3 separate regions of the Oryctolagus cuniculus genome follow, and regions 2 and 3 are each linked to region 1. A link is a contact called in public Hi-C and Micro-C data. All regions are on one chromosome and are shown on one strand. Each heading gives the region's core, a stretch centred on a gene start, on an enhancer-like site or on the middle of the called end of the contact. The rest is flanking DNA. Distances are from core to core; before and after follow the strand shown. Region 1 holds the start of ATXN1 (ataxin 1). Region 2 has its middle 140 kb from the start of STMND1. Region 3 overlaps ATXN1 (ataxin 1).

What was found. A called contact is a pair of places that touch in the nucleus more often than the background predicts.
Region 2: a contact with region 1 is called in a Micro-C map of ear pinna, with 7 times the contacts expected there. The contact joins the enhancer-like site here to the promoter of ATXN1 in region 1. A contact is called at or near these places in 5 of 6 Hi-C or Micro-C datasets (ear pinna, embryonic fibroblasts, psoas muscle and 2 more).
Region 3: a Hi-C map of psoas muscle shows a contact between it and region 1, with 2.6 times the contacts expected there. The contact joins the enhancer-like site here to the promoter of ATXN1 in region 1. A contact is called at or near these places in 2 of 6 Hi-C or Micro-C datasets (psoas muscle and an unstated tissue).

Annotation. Positions count from the first base shown.
Region 1 is chr5:144,048,345-144,052,072 of mOryCun1.1, reverse strand. ATXN1 (ataxin 1) reads left to right here and starts at 1,677. Exons shown (of 7, transcript XM_051832601.2): 1 at 1,677-1,817. It overlaps LOC138849695, which reads right to left. Exons shown (of 2, transcript XR_011388744.1): 1 at 3,553-3,728; 2 at 1-759.
Region 2 is chr5:144,268,983-144,272,710 of mOryCun1.1, reverse strand. No RefSeq gene overlaps it. Among named protein-coding and RNA genes, the nearest start is that of STMND1, 140 kb to the left of the region's middle. Within about 2 kb of position 1,785, at least 1 of the 8 cell types and tissues checked has an H3K27ac peak or open chromatin away from gene starts, as enhancers often do. A contact at or near this core is called in ear pinna, where this site is marked.
Region 3 is chr5:143,903,938-143,907,665 of mOryCun1.1, reverse strand. The region is part of intron 2 of ATXN1 (ataxin 1); the gene reads left to right. Among named protein-coding and RNA genes, the nearest start is that of ATXN1, 140 kb to the left of the region's middle. Within about 2 kb of position 1,870, at least 1 of the 8 cell types and tissues checked has an H3K27ac peak or open chromatin away from gene starts, as enhancers often do.

The DNA.
Region 1 (3,728 bases), core at 428-2,927:
ACGATCGCTGACTTTTAAATGGGGAAAAAAAAAAAAAAAAAAAAAAAAAAAAAAAAAAAAAGTTGTGGAAACCAGCAAGAGAGAACAGTCGTGGTTCTATTTAAGTAGTCATGCATACGGATATGGCATTGCAAAAACGCGAGGACAAAAGCGTTTCCCAGGCTCGCAGCGCTGGTTTTTATTTCGGAGGCACTCCGGCTCCACAATACGGCGTTGTTGCATTTCTCTCGGTGACTCTGCACCCCGCTTCGGTCGGTGACTAAATTGTTAGGTCATGGGCAAACTCAGCCAAAAGGTCTCGCAAACGCAGCTCGCAGGCAAGATACACAGGGATCGTGTTTCCAGACGCTCCGTGCTGAGCACCTGCAGGAGGGCGAGAGCGGTCCCAACACCTCCTGGTCTTCCAGAACCGTCGGCAGCCGCCAGCTCCCTTCCTCCAGGCGCCGCACCTGCGGGCCAAGGTGCGCCCCTTGCGCGCGCGCGCCGGCCGGGCCTGGCTGGGCGCGGGCTGGTGCGGGGCTGGGGACCGCACTTGCCGACTAAGTCCCGAGGAAGTACTTGGGCGCGGGTTCGCAAGAACCGCCGTTGGGTGCTCCTCTCGCTTTCTCTGCCTCCTCCGCTGGTTACCTCATTTCCGATGAAATTAATGATCCCGAATTAGCTGCGGGAGGGACGCACGCAGGCGCGTGCGCGCGCGGAGGTCGTGTGTCAAAGCCTAGCGCCACCGAGGAGTTCGGTGCCCGGAGCTGATCGCCCGACCTGCAGAGACAGAGGGAGGGAGAGAGAGGAGGGCGGCTCCCGGGGGTCGCCAGCTTTCAGGGGCCGCAACGGTGAGGCTGCCTCGCGCAACGGGACTCAGCCTCTCAACTTTCCAGAGTTGCGCGCTGGAGCCAGCCCCGCGGACCCAGGGTTTGGGTTCCGGGGCGCCGGAGCGAGCCGTGCTTGCCGGTTAGCGTACAGTGGAGGAGGCGCACACCAAGCCTGCGGGTCCGCTCCTCGCGGCGCCGGGGAGCAAGGGCACGTCCGGATGGGAAACGGCCGACCTCTCCGCCCCGCCCTGGGTCCTTCACAGCCCCCGACACTCGCTGGGAGAAACCCCCAGGCTGCCCGAGTTGCAACCCTCCGACTGGGTGGCGGGACCTGGGAAGGCGCTCAAGGACCCCCCTCCCCCGGCCCGGTCACCGCTCCAATGACCTCATCGTCCCAACTCCCCGCCCCTTTCCCGAACCTGGAAGGAGCGGTTCCACCACCACTCCGCTCCGCCCTACCCCCACCGAGGCCCGCTTCTTCCCTCCCGCTCCTCGGGGGCCCGCCCGGCGCGGGGCTCCCCGGGGGCTGCGTCCCCGGGCGGCGACGCGCACCGAAGGGTTAAGGGCGCGGGCCGCCGCCGCCGCCGTGCGCTCGCCGTGCTCTGCGCGGCTCGCCGGGCCGCCTGCCAGGGGGTGCCCCCTCCCCCCCCCATGAAGTCGGATCCTGGAGCTGCGGCGGCGGCCGCCAACTGCTCCATATTTGGCTTCTATTACACATTTACATACTGGAGCGAGCGAGCGAGCGAGCGAGCGCGAGCGAGCGCGAGGGAGGGCGGGCGGAGGGAGGAGGGAGGGCGAGCGGGAGGGGGAGGAGGAGGAGGAGAGAGCAGAGTATACCGCAGACATCATTTCTACTACAGTGGCGGAGCCGTACAGGACCTGTTCACTGCAGGGGGATCCAAAACAAGCCCCGTGGAGCAGCAGCCAGAGCCACAGCGGCCGCGAGACACTGTTTCTCTCCCTCTGTCCCCCCTCCCCACGCAACCCCAGATCCATTTACACTTTACAGTAAGTGGCTATTTTTTTTTCCTCCTCTGGTTCTTTCTCCCCCCTCCCCCATCCCCTTCGCCCCTTATTTAGATTAAAATCCCCCCGCCCCTCTCTCCGCTCCCCCGAGAGGGGCAAAAGCAACAACCAGCAAACAAACCCCAAACCCCAATTGGCTGCACGGAAAACAGCTGGAAGAGGAGCGAGGGAAACCGACGCGTCGTGTTGTGTGTGTGTGTATGTGTGTGTGTGTGTGTGTATGTGTGTGTGTGTGTATACAACCGTCCCCAGCTCCAGCCTCTCGGCCAGGACCCCAGCTCCGAGCGCCGACGCGGCCCGCAGGGGGAACTGCCAGGGCCCCGGGTGGGCGCCCGCCGGGCGAGGGGGCGCGCCCGGGCGGGGGGCGCGGGTGGCGAGAGCGGCGGCGGCGCCCCGCTCCGGCGGTTGCCGGTCCGGCCGCTAGTGCGGAGAACCATGTCCTCCTCCCTCCGGGTGGCGCAGCGGGGAGGCGGCGGCGGCTGGGGGTCGCGCTGTCCTCCTGCCCCCCGCCGCTTCCTTCGCGATCCTCCTCCCCAGAGGGGGGCGGTGAGCGCGAGCGGGGCTCGGGAGGGCTAGGCTTCCCCGCCGGTGGTCGCCTGGCCCCGGCGCTCCCGGGTGGGGGTCTGCCCGCCGAAGCCGGCCTTCCGGGGCGTGCAGCTGCGGGCTGGGAGAGGGCTGCTCCCGGCGCCGGGCCGGACTTTGCGCGCGGCGCAAGGCGTGAGGGTGCCCGGAGCGGGGCTGGAGTGGCGGTGGCGGCCCTGGCTACCGCCGCCACCGCCGCCCTGTTGGTGCGGCCGCTTCCTGATCATGTGCAGCCGCCGCCGCCCGGAGCCGGGAGCCCGCGAGCGCCCCAGCCCGGGCCCGCGTCCCCGCCAGCGCCCGCGGCAGGAGCAGAGGAGCGGCGGCGGGCGCTGCCCTGCGCCGGGAGTGAAGGGCTGCGCGGCTGCCGGGAGGGTGAATGGGAAGCCAGGAGGAGGGGAAGAGGCGGCGGCGGCGGCGGAGGAGGAGGCGCTGCGGGGCTTGGGATGCGCCTCGGAGCCCCGCCGCTCGCTCGCTCGCTCGGGGCCGGGCCGGACACTCTGCCACTCCCGCGGCCGCCGCCGCCGCCTCCTACGTGGTTCCAGTGCTGCGCGCAGGCCGGTCCCGCAGGGGGCAGGGCCGCGGCCGGCCAGGCGGAGCGAGAGGTGAGGCGGCGTGGGCGCGCGGCGCGGTACGAGCAAGAGGGTGCGGGTGCGGATGGGGGTGCGGGTACGAGTGCGCGCCGGGAGGGGGCTCCGCCGCCCCCGGGGCCGCCTGCCGCGTCCTCGGCCCCGCGCCCTCGGGCCGCCTGCGGAAACTCCGCGGCTTGCGCTTTCATTTTATTTCAGACCACGTAGGGGGGCTTGGCTGGGGGCGCTGAAACAATTCAGGTTTTCTAGGGAGATTGAGCAAGGAGCTTAGTTGGGGGGTGGAAGTCGGATGGTTCTGGAGAGGCTGCCAGAAAAAGCAAAAAAAAAAAAAAAAAAAAGCTTCTAAGGACGAGGAGGTCCGCTTCGATCCCGTGCCTGTTTTGCTTTCTTGGTGCATAATCCTACAAGGAGGGCAATATAAATACTTCGGGAGGTTGAGAAATTGCTGAAGAGTAGTAGGGGCAAAAGAAAAAAAAAGCCATCGGAAGCTGGTTATATAATGCGCCGTGTGGCTAAGGAGAGCGGCTGGCTATTTTTATTTTGTTTACCGTATGTTGTGCAGTAGGGACTCCTCCGAACTGGTTCTGTCCCCGAAGAGACTCGTAGCTTCCCGGTGCGAGCCGCAGGAGACAGCAGCGGGAGGAGACCCTCTTCCTCCCACGGAAGAAGAACAAATGCCTTGGCGTGGCGCTCTCCCTGCGCGTCCCGCCGTGCGCGCCCCGGG
Region 2 (3,728 bases), core at 536-3,035, 220 kb before region 1:
CTTAATCTTTTTTTTTTTAATTTATTTATTTAGTTTTTTGACAGGCAGAGTGGACAGTGAGAGAGAGAGACAGAGAGAAAGGTCTTCCTTTGCAGTTGGTTCACCCTCCAATGGCCGCCGCAGCCGGTGCGCTGCGGCCGGCACACTGCACCCATCCAATGGCAGGAGCCAGCTACTTATCCTGGTCTCCCATGGGGTGCAGGGCCCAAGCACTTGGGCCATCCTCCACTGCACTCCTGGGCCATAGCAGAAAGCTGGCCTGGAAGAGGGGCAACCGGGACAGAATCTGGCGCCCTGACTGGGACTAGAACCCCGTGTGCCGGCACCGCAAGGCGGAGGATTAGCCTAGTGAGCCGCGGCGCCGGCTGCAGCTTAGTCTTGAACTGGCACTCACATGGGACGCCAGCATTACAGGCCATATCTTTACTGGCTATGCCACAGAAGGGTGCATTTCTTGGTAGCACCTCTGGAGCTAGGCTCCTTAAGTGAGAATGAGAGCTCTGACATTTACTAACCATGTCTCAAACTTGCAGTGGCTCAGTTCACTCATCTGGGAAATGGGACTAATAACACCTGCCTCACAGAGTTACTATGAGGAGTTAATATATATAAAATGCTTGGCACATAGTAAACACATGTAACCATAAGCTATTTATAACTTCTACTATTAGTATGCAGTTATTACATATTCTTGCATAAAATATAGAGTAAAGCCCCATCTTCCAGGACTGGTTTTATCTGAAATGAAGACTAGTATTGAAGAACTATTCCAGAAATAGTGTCAATTTCACACCTAACCAATGACAGTCTCACTCTCAGTTCAATGAAACTCTCCTTCCCTACAGAGTCCAATTGATAATTGTCTTTAAAATATTTATTCCATGGGGCCAACTCTGTGGCATAGTAGGTAAGACCACCCCCTGGAGTGCCGGCATCCCATATGGATGCTCGTTCAAGTCCTGGTTGCTCCACTTCCAGTCCAGCTCTCTGCTGTGGCCTGGGAAAGCAGTAGAAGTTGGCCCAAGGCCTGGGGCTCCTGCACCAGTGTGGAAGAACTGGAAGAAGCTCCTGGCTCCTGGCTTCAGATTGGCACACCTTCGGCCATTGCAGTCATTTGGGGAGTGAACCATTGGATGGAAGACCTCTCTCTCTCTCTACCTCTCCTCTCTCTGTGCAACTCTTTCAAATAAATAAATCTTTAAAAAGTGTTTATTCCATCTTGTCCTCCTACCTTTTACACAACAGGCTGCAACATGGACAAAGAACATATTCAACTATTCATTCATTCACTAAGTGGCTCCACACAGCCTGCTGTGTGTCAAGCACCAATTCAGGTGCTGAAATGCAACCGTGAGACCAACAGACAACCCTGCCCTAAGGAGGGTTACACCCCAGCGGGTTGGCACAGGCAAACAGGGAGCAAACAGAGCAATAGGCGAGCTAGTTTAGATAGTGATGAATGCTACCCAGGAAATTAACAAGGTGGTATGATAGCCAAACACGCAGAGGGTGGGGTTTGCTTCACATGGGGTGATCAAGCAAAACCTATCTGGAAGTTGCCATGTCAGTCAAGAGCTGAAAGATGCCAAAAGTTAGGCATGAAAAGAGAGAAAAGGACAGCCAACTGCAGAGACCCAGAGGTGAGCATGAACCTGGGCAATTCAGGGAGTAGAGAAAGCCTGGGGACAGAGAAGGATGAGGGGTGTCTAAATCTGGTTTGTGCTACTCTAACAGAAGACCTGGGGCTGGGTGCTTTATAAAGAACAGGAGCGTGCTAATGACACTTCTGGAGTTGGACAAGTCCCAGAGCAGGGCGCCAGCAGTGGGAGTGTGGCCTCCACTTCCGACACTGCAACCTCCAGCAGAACAGAAGGAAGCCACTTCTCAAAGCCCTTTTGTGTTGTGAATCCACCCATGAGGGCGGAGCCTTCATAACCCAAACAACTCCCGTTAGGCCCTAGCTCCCAACACTGTGGTGTTGAAGATTAAGCTTCCAACACATGCATTTGGAAGGGAGGAAAGCATTCAACCCACAGTGAGGGGAGGGTGGTACGGAATGAGTTTGCAGAGGTGGTAGGCAGTGTTCACATCACACAGGGCTTATCCACAGGAGTGAAGGGTGTAGTTTGTATTCTGATGAGAGATTATTGGCCAGATCTAAGCAGAGTAGAGACACGATCCAAGGAACGTTTTAAGGTGTGGCAGAAAGAGTGAAAGCAGTGAAATTACCCCCAGAAATAGGAGATAGTTTTGGCTTGAACAAAAGCAGAAACAATGAGGAGAGAGAGCGAGGTGGACAGATTTTTGTTGGATTTGTAAGTCAAAACCCAGGGTTACCGTTGGTCTTACAGTGAAGGAAAGGGAAAAGTTAACATTATTTTCAGGTTTTTATTATTATTATTATTATTATTATTTTGACTGGCAGGAGTGGACAGTGAGAGAGAGAGACAGAGAGAAAGGTCTTCCTTTTGCCATTGGTTCACCCTCCAATGGCCGCCGTGGCCGGCGCGCTGCGGCTGGCGCACCGCGCCGATCCGATGGCAGGAGCCAGGTACTTATCCTGGTCTCCCATGGGGTGCAGGGCCCAAGGACTTGGGCCATCCTCCACTGCACTCCCTGGCCACAGCAGAGAGCTGGCCTGGAAGAGGGGCAACCGGGACAGAATCCGGTGCCCCGACCGGGACTAGAACCCGGTGTGCCGGCGCCGCAAGGCGGAGGATTAGCCTAGTGAGCCACGGCGCCGGCCTATTTTCAGGTTTTTGACATAAGTAGATAGTGGTGATGTTTATACTGAGAAGCAGAAGACTAGCCCAGGAAAAGAAGAGCTGGGCCACAGAGTTTAATACGGTTCATGTGAAGACTGGACATTCCAATGGATATGTCAAAAGTGTATTGCACAAATTGGGAGGACAGGAAAGAGGCCCAATCTGTAGACGTAAATCTTGGAGTTATCAGCAAATCGATCTCTAGAGTCAGGCACCTGATGGAGATTATTCTAGACAGTGTGTGTTCTGGACATATTATGTAGCCATGTCTTTGCCTGGAATGCAGAGTATGAGAGTACATTAACAGGAAATCCCACAAGAGATTTCCATCAGAATGGATTTCTCATCCTTGCTCAGATGTGCAGCTCCAGGGTCCATGACACTCTGAAGAGGGAGTGCTGCAGAAGGGCAGATGTCTCTGGGTATTTTTTTTATCCTTTCTTTCAAATTTTTACCCATCAAGAACATTTTTAGGTGCCGGCATTGTGGTGCTACAGGTTAAGCCACCGCCTGCAATGCCAGCATCTCATAAGTGCCGAGTTGAGTCCCAGCCATTCCATTTGACTCAGTTCCCTGCTAATGTGCCTGGGAAAGCAGCGGAAGATGGCCCAAGTACTTGGGCCTGTGCCACCCACATGGGAGATCAGATGGAATTCCAGGCTCCTAGCTTTGGCCTGGCTCAGCCCTGGCTGTTGCAGCCATGTAGTGAATGAACCAGAAAATGGAAGATATCTGTGTGTGTATGTGTGTGTGTGCGCGCCCCCTCTCTCTGTAACTCTATTTATTTATTTGAAATTTATTTATTTGATTTTTTTTCAAAAAAAGAATGCATTTAGTTAGTTAATACTGAAACAAACCAGTCAAAGTGCTTTCCTACTTTCCAATCTCAGTGTGTCACTAGACAGAAATTATGGGAGGCAAACAAGAAATAAATGTTCCCTGCCTCTAAGGAACTTCATCACT
Region 3 (3,728 bases), core at 621-3,120, 140 kb after region 1:
CTGGAGCTCGGCAAAGCCAATGCTAAGAGCCAGAGACTTCATCCAGGTCTCCCGAGTGGGTGGCAGCAATCCAGGTACTTGGGCCATCATCTGCTGCCTCACAGGCACCTGAGCAGGAACCTGGATCAGAGGAGGAGGAGAGACTTGATCCCAGGCACTCTGATGTGGTATACAGTCATGCCAAGTGGTGGCTTAACCGTTCTCAAGTGGTGGCTTCCTAAAATGATCATTTACAGGGCCAGAACTCAGTCCTCAGCAACGGCCAAGTATCTGGATTGGTTTGCTAGGATTGTCCTTCCCAAGAATCACAGACTGAGTGGCATAGGTAGCAACTATTTCTTAGTATTCTGGAGTTGACAAGTCCAAGATCAAGGTATCAGCAGGGCTCTTCTGAGGCTCCTCTCACTGGCTTGCAGATGGCTCTCTTCCCTCTGTGTTCTCACTGGGCTTCTCTCAATGCCCACATCCTAATCTCCTCTGCATATGGGACAATTGGATTAAGATCTCACCCATATGACCTCATTTTTCATCAGTTACTAGTTGAAAGGCCTTAACTCCAAGCACATTCAGCCTCTGGGTCCCCTGGTCATCCACAGATCAAAAACCCTTGGGGGCTGGGCATTTAGTGCAGTGGTTAAGATGCTGCTTGGGGTTGCAGTCCTGACTCCACTCCTTATACAGCTTCCTGCTAATGAACAGCTTGGGGGGCTGAAGGTGATGGCTCAAGGTGATGGTTCTTGCTGACCATGTGGGAAATCCAGATTGAGTTTCCAGTTCCTAGCTTTGGCCTGGCCAAGCCCCAGCTGTTTTAGGCAATTTGGAAGTGAGTTAGTGCATGGGAGATTTCTGACTGTCTGCCAGTCTCTCTGCCTTTCAGATAAGTTATTTATTTATTTATTTATTTTTGGTGGGGGTTGGTTTTATGGCATAGTAGGTAAAAGCTGCCACCTGCAATGCTGGCATCCAATATGCATACCAGTTCAAGACTGGCTGCTCCACTTTCGATCCAGTTCCCTGTTAGGTGGCCTGTGAAAAGCAGCGGGAGATGGCCCAAGTGCTTGGGCCTTGCCAACCATATGAGAGACCTGGAAGAAGCTCCTGGCTCCTGGCTTCGGCCTGGCCAAGCTCTAGGCTGTTGTGACCATTTGGGGAATGAACCAGCAGATGGAAGATCTCTCTTTCTCTCTCTCTTTCTCTCTCTCTCTCTTTCTCTCTCTCTCTCTCTCCTGTCTCTCCCTCTTTCTGTGTAACTCTGACTTTCAATGAAATACATCTTTTAAGGAATTTTTTAATTTGGAAAATAAATTACACCTGTACTTGACATATATACACTTTCTTCTTGTCATTATCTCCTAAACAATATAGAATAACAACTGTTTACCCAGCACTGAGGTTGTGTTAGGTATTATGAGTAACCTAGAGGTGAGGGAAAACGCAAGGAGGATGTGTGTAGGTTGATTTAAATACTATCCCATTTCATACAAGGGGCCTGTGAGTCCTGTAGTCACTCCCCTGTGGATGCAAAGGGACAGCTGTACAGTCACGGCGAGTTGGGGTTTTCACTTAGGAATTTTACAGGTGAGGTAGGGACCCAGTTCAACCCCTACCAGTACCTGGAAGTTGATTTGATTCACCAATGGATTGATGCCGCGTTCCATTGGTTACCTAATTTGTAAATGGCCATTTCAGTAGGCTTTTCAGATGTGGATTTTGCTATCGTATGCAGCCAGCTAATTCACAGTTCTCATGCCACAAATGTTTTTAATCACTTACTACGTGCTAGGCCTTGTGCCAGCCACAGGGAAGCCTCGGCCAGCCCAGCCAGAGACTCAGTCCCAGCCTCGCTGGAGGAGCAGTCAACAGCGGTAGTCAGTAAAGCAGGGATCTGGGCGGACAGTTCTGAATGGGGAGGCACAGGTGCCATCATCACCGAGTCCTGCATTTTTTATTCCGCTCCTCCTTGGTGCGTTCGTGTCAGCTGGTCGTGTGCCTCTCTGTGGGATGAGAGCATGTGTGTGTGGGGGGTGCTCAGTTGAGGAGAGCTCTGACAAGGACAGGATCAGAAGATATCCCTGTGCTTATTGCAAACGTGTTCTTTCATTGCCAGAATGCTCACTCAGTAACTGGATCACTTATGTGCACTCTGCGTTTTTGTGGAGAGGGGGGAGCTGCTATTTTTACCATCCAGTAGTGCTGTGATGACTGCCTGATAGCATGGTTAACTCTGCAGAGCCCCATCTGCCTCTTACTGGGACCGTATCATGCTCATATTTTTGTCCCTAGTGTCTGGTGTCATCGGGCCTGGAATTTAGTAGGTCTTCAGTACATGGTTGCTGGATCAAGATATTTCGGTTGGTAAATTGCCTGCTATCATCTACTCTGTGTGCATGATCAGCACCTTGGTTGTCCAAAGCAATTGAAAGCTCCTGAGCAGGAACATGCAGTCTGTCTCACTCCCTGCCTTGTAAGAAGTAGGTTTGCATCCCTCGGTCCCTAGTCCCTGCAGAATAGCCAGTTATCCCTGCATCAGGAAGATGGTTAAAGATAGGGAAAAAAACTGAGGCAGGGTATCGCACAGATAAATGGTCAGTGTCCTCTGCTCAGTCGGTTCCCTTCGGACCTCTGGACATAAGTTAACACCCTTCCCTGTCCCTAGGAAGGTAGTACTCTGTTCACTTCTGCTGCAGTCCCAGCTGCTTTCATTATAGACTCAGGGAGAAGTGAACTGAGGTGAACTTTGAAAGAAGGAAAGAGATGCTGCTCGCTTGATCGATGTGGGAGTGGGAGTGGGAAGGTTGTACTAGGCATAAAGATGGCATCAAAGAGGCTTGGCTGTTTTTCCATTTCCAGTCACCATTGACAGTTTGTATTGTTTAACATTTTTAAAAGTGTCCTCTGAACCTCTGGCTGTTCAAAAACAAGTATTTCATGGTGGAGATTATGTCAGATGATAAGAGAGGCGTTCTGTGATCAGTGGCAGGAACAGAGGTTGGAGCTGCCGTGTGACGAGAATTTAAACATACAGAAGTCAAAAAATTCAGGCGCTGAAGTGAAATGGCAAGCGTGACTCAGTCCCCTCGGGCATATGGTAGTAGCATTTTCTGAATCGTGGCATATTCTGTTAAATTTAAGCCCTTGTTTTTGCAAAGTCGGTGTGTCAAGGTTGCAATGTGAGCAGTAACTTTAGACTTTCACGGGTTTTTTTTACATTCTCACCCACATAATATGCTGTTATAGCATTTGTACACTGAGATTCAGAATTGCTTATAAAAATTTCAGAAGTGGTGCAGTCTCGGTTGTAGAATCCATGTGACTTGGTGAAGGAAGAAGCCTCCTCTCTGCTTGTACACGACCTAACACTGAAACAAAACCCAGCTACTTCTACTTTGTGATAAAGTATATGTACCATAAATGTACCTCTTAACTAGTTCGAAGTGTGCAGTTAAGTGACAGTAAGCACATTCATGGTGTTGTGCAACCAGCGCCAGAGCAGTTTTCATTTTGTAAAACTGAAACTCAACGCATTAAATAACAGCTCTCCGTTCCTGCCTCGCAGCCCCTGCTGACCGCCATTCTGCTTTCTGTCTTTCTGACTTTGGCTACCCTAGAGACTTCAAATAAGGGGGAAATCGAAGGTTTGTATTTGTCCTTTTGGGTCTAGCTTATTTCTCTTAGCTGCTGTATTTTTAATCGCAGCTTTATTGGGCTATAATTCACAAACTGTAAAT